Regions from separate parts of the Mus musculus genome. Here region 1 is linked to region 2. The links are chromatin contacts, called in public HiChIP or PLAC-seq maps. All regions are on one chromosome and are shown on one strand. The core of a region is the stretch at or near the end of the contact, and the rest is flanking DNA. Distances in the headings are between cores, read along the strand shown.

Region 1 (2,848 bases), core at 129-2,628, 200 kb before region 2:
AGCTGTTGCTGGTCACGGGGGAGGGGGAGAGGAAACATGGGGAGCGGGAGGTGGCGGTGGTTAGCTTGCCTTTCTATAGGGAGAGGAAAGAATGTGGTCTCTTGCAGCAGAGACTGTAGTATATGTAATTCAGCAGATGGGAGTCTAAGGGAAAGGGAAACAAAGGCATAAGTTAGAAGCGCGCATCGTTCAGGTCCCTTGAGCAAGCCTCGGGGATTGGGGAGTGTCCAGGTAGCAGTGGGGAGATGAGCTGAGCTCTGCCCTTCCAGGCATCCCATAAACCCATGCGGCATCCACAGTCCAGTCTCTCTAACAAGAAGAGTCTTGGATTGCTTTGTTTCCTCTGGGCCTACACGTGGTCTGTAGGAGACAAAGAAGTTCCTCTAGCTCGATAGTTCTCAACCTTCCTGTTGCTGTGACCCTTTGATATAGTTCCTCATGCTGTGGTGAGCCCCCCTGGCCCAACACACACACCCCTTAAAAATCATTTTGTTGCTACTTCATAACTGCAATTTTGCTACTGTTACGAATCATAATATAAATATCTGTGTTTTCTGATGCTCTCAGGTGACCTCTCCCTCAACCTTCCAAGAGGGTCCACTCAATCCTCCAGGGGGTCATGACTCACAGGTTGAGAAACACTGCTCTAGATACTCTCTCAAGCCATCTGAAGATGCAGGCTTGAAAGCTGGTGGGTCAAGAATGTGGTTACCACTCACTCCCTCGCTCTTGGGTGTGACTGCTCAGCTGAAGGTTAGACGCCAAGCTGGTCCCACACTTCCCAGAGGCAGATACTGTTCTTAGGGGCTCCAAGGCCAAAACGGCTAAGCTGCAGGTCAGTCTGGGGCAAGGCAGGAGAAAGTGCTGAGCTGTCCCAGAGCAGAAGCAGAGGTGACCACTCCCAGCCCACACAAGCCCTGCCCAAAGCTCTGTCGGCCACCCTTTGACCCTGCAGCTAGAGGCCCCTCCCTGGAGCCTGAGGAGGGAGGGAAGCCAGGAAGTAACGGTGATAGCAATTTTCATCTTTGAATTAGCTGATTATTTGGGGGGGAAACAGATTGTTTTAAACAGGAAGAGGCCGATACCTTCTAATAGCGAGTTTAAGTTTCTCCCACCCCAGCACAATCATAGCAAAAATGGAAGATGGGGAGCCCAATTTTAGAAAATGAGAAAAATCAGATAAGTTAGTAAGCCAACTTGAGCTGTGGTTCAAACATTCCCCCTTTTCACTAAGTATAAAAGTATGACTGCCATTAATCCTATGAAGAAAAGGTCTCTGGAGCTTTAAATGCATTTAATCAGGGCACATACATAGACTGGCAGACAGCCCTCAGGGACAGCTTCTGGCAGGAAGTGGTGTTAGAACTGTGGGTTGAAGGAGGGGTTAGATCGGCATGGGAAAACAAAATAAAACAAAACCCAACCCCTGGAAGGGAGAGGACCTGTCCACTGGAGGTTAGATGGGCTAGAGGGCCTGGAAGGGCCAGCGAGTTGTCTCAGAAGAAAGGTTGGGGTCAGGTATTGAGGGCGTTCTTACCTAGTTCTCTCACCACAGTCAAATGGATTGGAAAACAGCAACCAGGAGAGTGAATTTCCCCAGCTGGAATCATAATGAGACACTCAGATGCAGCAAATATGACAGAGGGAGAGAATGGGAACCAAGGCAGCTATAGACCAACAGTGCTGACCACCCCTGCCAAATCCCACAACCTCCTTGGCCACCAGGTATTCCGGGGCCCAGACAGTCTCCCCAGAGCTCCACAAGGATGGCTTAGCAGTAGGGTTGTCCTTGTGTTGGGGAGTCAAAAGACACAGCAGGAGGAGGTTGGTGTGCTCCTGGTCAGTTCTGGAGACCTCAGAGTATGACATATGGATTCTGTGGGGGCTCTGGACATGAAGTGGCGTCTCTAAGACACCTCGTCGCTGTGTAGAGAGTTTTGTAATGGTGCCAGAGCAGAGAGAACTGAGCCTAGACGATGTAGAACGGTTGGCCTCCTTCTCTCTTCAGCCAGGCTCCTGCTCTAAGTTGCCAATATTCCTGTCAAGAATATCATAATCTCTCACCATGTCTTTGCACTCTTCATTTTATTTTCTTGACATTTAAAAAAAAAGAAACAATTTGCTTATTTTTATTTTATATGCATTTGTGCTTTGCCTGCACCTATGTCTGTAAGGGGGTGTCAGATCCCCTGGAACTGGAGTTATAGACAGTCGTCAACTGTCCTTTGGGTAGTGGGTATTAAACCCAGGTCCTCTGGAAGAGGACCAGCACCCAGTTAGCACCTGTCAGGTGAGCTTATTAACAAGTGGATGAATGTGTGGATGTCTCTCTTATTAAAGACAGAGCAAGGCAGCCAGGCAGTGGTAGCGCATGGTTTAAATCCCAGCACTTGGAAAGCAGAGGCAGGTGGATCTCTGAGTTTGAGGCCAGTCTGGTCTACAGAGGGAGTTCCAGGACAGCCAAGGCTACACAGAGAGAAACCTTGTCTCAAGAAACAACAAGCAAATAAAAAACAATTATAAAATATAGGGATGACTATAAACGTAAATGTGAGCAATATGTGCTTAGCACTGGGGCTGCTGACAGATATAAGGCAAGATGTTCAGGGGCGTTCTGCCTGCAGCCCCCTTATGGAGATAAACGTAATAGAAATAACCTCGAGGGAAACTCTAGAAGACATTCGGCAGCCTCAGTAAAGCATGTCGACTGTGCTTGGGAAATTGGAAATATCCCTTAGATCCAAATTTAGCTCAACCATTAGTTCTGATATGGATTTAACTTTGAGTGTTTCTCCAAAGACTCAGATATTAGGAGTCTTGCCCTTGTGGTGGTGCTCTTGGGAGATGC
Region 2 (3,027 bases), core at 354-2,853:
ACCGGCCTCTGAATGGAAGGTGGAGGCGTTTATCAGCTGCATCTCAGAGTCAAACTGCGGCAACATGACGTCACATCCTCTTCTCTTTGCTATCAGTCAGATGCAACAGGAAACTGACGAAGGCACTGGGCAGTTTCCTTCTGCTGAGACCTGCCTGGCTTCCTCTGCAGCTTGCAGCCAGCCGTTTGCAAAGGAAAACCAGCAAACGCCAGTCAGCTTCCTCCAGCTGGATCAGGACCAGCGTAAGGAAGGAAAGACAAATTTCTTGGATTAGTCAGTTTCCCTTTGCAGCTGGCATTGGTGTAGGTTTTCTGGTAGCCCTGCTCTTTACAATGTCTCTCTCTTATAGCTCAGCTTTTAAACAAAGAGAGGTCCGAGGAGGACTTCCCTAAAATTGCGCGAGACAGGTATTATGTAAGTCTATGGGGAATCTTCTGTTGACTCATGGGAAGCCTGCTCAGACAGAATAACCTACTTAATATGCTTGCATCTTGAGTTGACACATGGGAAGACTACCCAGACAGAAGTGTTCACTTGGTAAGCTTTAAGTTCACCCACCATCCCACCTTTGGCTGGGCTAGAGAGGATCCCAAGACCTTGTTTGTGTTAGGCAAGGACTCTGCCACTGAGCTCCACCCCCCAGCGAATGCACATTTTAGCCAAATGCTCTACCACTAAAAGCACTCAATTTTTCTGATTCAGGGTCTCGAAATGTAGCCGTAGCCTCCAAAATGCTGGGATTGTGAGTATGTATCACCATAACAGGTTTTGATAAGTTTTTAACTTTCCTTTGATTTCAATAAGACTCATTATTTGGGGGCAGGGGAGGAGGGGAGACACCTTACTGCTAACTCTAATTTGTATACCCAACAGCCAAGTTATTTTTCTCCTGTCTCAATATGACTAGCACAGAACTGTTTCCACAGGGAACATTTATTCAGCGTTGACGGGGGAATCAAATTAGTCTAAGAAAGGGAGAGGGTTGGATTTCTTCACAGCAGGAAGTTCTGTCTGGTGTTCTAGCAGATTGGCCTCCTAGTTGCAGGCTCTGAGACAAGCGCTGTGACTGCTGTAAGAGACAGCCCTGGATGGTTGACTTTCTAAGTCCTTCACTTTGAGAATGTGAGTTATCACATAAATATTGTCTGTGTTGGATGTGCTGGTACAGACCTGTAACCTCCGCACTCAAGTGACAGAGACAGGGAGGATGGAGTTGAGGTCATCTTCCAGTATATAACAAGACTCTGTCTCAAACAAACAAACAAAAAAACCCAACAAACCTGGCACTAGAGAGAGGCTTGGTGGTTGAGAGTGATCGCTGCTCTTGCAGAGTTCCTTAATTTAGTTCCCTGCACATGTAGGGTGGCACACAACCATCTGTAAGTCCAACTCCCCGGATCCTGAACCTCTGGGCTCTTCCATGGGTGCATGTTCTCGCATGTACATGACCACATATAAACAACATAAAGTAGAATTTAAAAGTAATAATAAAAAGACACCATGAAATAATATTTCCTCCATGAACTTAACAATGTGGAATCATGATATTGCTGTGGAGATTTGGACAGGGTGAGGTAAATTTATTTATCAGATGAACCGTTTCCTCATCACGTGGCATTTCCTGTGGTGCCTTTAGTTTTTGAGAAAGTCCTCCATGTCAGTAGTGCATAGTTATTCTTAAAACGAGACTTCCACATAGTTCCCTTTTATGTATTTGTATAATTATATGAGGACTCCTTTAGCTTAGTCATAGTTGTGATTGGTGAAGTGGAGAAGGTGAGGCAGAGAAGAGCCGGGATGTTGGAGCTTTGCAGTAGGAAGAATAGACGAGCAGGCCCTGAAAAGAAACACAGTCAGAACTGCTGCCGTTCCCAAGCAGTTGGAGCAGCTTCGAATGTAAAAGCCATCAGACAGGCGACAGATTTGCGGACGCTGTGGCATTCTCCTGTTCCCCCCCCCCCCAGAGACTAATTATCTGTTATTTAGCAGACTTGCTAATATACTGTGGAGTTCTCCAAGCAACTTGATGGATCAACCAGCAGATGCTTTACCAAATGAACAAACAAACAGAAAGGCTTTGTGCATGAAGAAGGGGCTTAATAATCTGTAGACTTTTTCTTAACACTCACAAGAGAAATGGACCTTTTGTTTGCAGAGACAGCCCACTATTTTGGTGACATGTATGTGGTACTGGGATTGATCCTGGAGCCTCGAGTCTGCTAGGCAACTGTTGTAACATTGTACTATACCCGAAATCAATATGCCACATCTCTAAGGAGGTGAATATGCTACTCCATCTAGAAAAATCTTAATTTACATATCATTTTACAAACTCAGTCAGATGGTTTATATAATCATCATTCATAGATACCATTACCTTATTGTTTTTTTATTTTTTATTAATATTATTGTTGTTGTTGTTGTTGTTTTGAGACAGGGATTCTCTGTGTAGTTCTGGCTATCCTGGAACTCACTCTGTGGATCAGGTTAGCCTTGAACTTACAGAGATCGACCTGCTTCTGCCTCCCAAGTGCTGGTATTAAAGGTGTGCGCCACCACCACCACTACCACCACCAGACACATTATGTGTTTTAATAATGGACTTTGAGAGATCTTTGTCTCCATAAAATTCGAGACAAAAATTGAGTATGTGATTTATGAAATATGGGCAAGATTTTATCTAATCCTGTATATTCAATTAATTGAGCTAATTTTGTGTTTAGACTTCAATAGACCCATGAGCACTATAAAGATGGGACTTCAATAGACCCATGAGTACTATAAAGATGTCTTAGCTCTGCTCTGCTACAGCCCCTGCCCTGCAACACTTCCCCTGGTGTTGACACCAAAGTGCTCCTTCACAAACCTCCTGGATGTAGGGAACTCTGTCTCCATGCCTGCCCCCCGCCCCCAGGGATCTCACACTCTTTCACAATGACTGCTCTAAAGCAGCTCTGGCCAAGTGGACTAAGAGGGTCACACAAGGACAAACATGCCCAAAAATGGTTGAAGGGCAAGACAGAAATA

Evidence for each region. HiChIP or PLAC-seq counts read pairs in DNA pulled down with a chosen protein or histone mark.
Region 1: an H3K27ac HiChIP or PLAC-seq map of double positive thymocytes shows a contact between it and region 2, with 4 times the contacts expected there. The contact joins two enhancer-like sites. A contact is called at or near these places in 1 of 484 Hi-C or Micro-C datasets (hematopoietic stem and progenitor cells), 5 of 115 datasets of contacts at active chromatin or transcription factors (T-cell acute lymphoblastic leukemia, bone marrow-derived macrophages, double positive thymocytes and 2 more) and 1 of 9 other capture datasets (adipose tissue).

What each region holds. Positions count from the first base shown.
Region 1 is chr10:93,324,086-93,326,933 of GRCm38.p6, reverse strand. No RefSeq gene overlaps it. Among named protein-coding and RNA genes, the nearest start is that of Gm32688, 8.1 kb to the right of the region's middle. Within about 2 kb of position 1,378, at least 125 of the 459 cell types and tissues checked have an H3K27ac peak or open chromatin away from gene starts, as enhancers often do. A contact at or near this core is called in double positive thymocytes, where this site is marked.
Region 2 is chr10:93,121,542-93,124,568 of GRCm38.p6, reverse strand. No RefSeq gene overlaps it. Among named protein-coding and RNA genes, the nearest start is that of Gm40740, 3.4 kb to the left of the region's middle. Within about 2 kb of position 1,603, at least 22 of the 459 cell types and tissues checked have an H3K27ac peak or open chromatin away from gene starts, as enhancers often do. A contact at or near this core is called in double positive thymocytes, where this site is marked.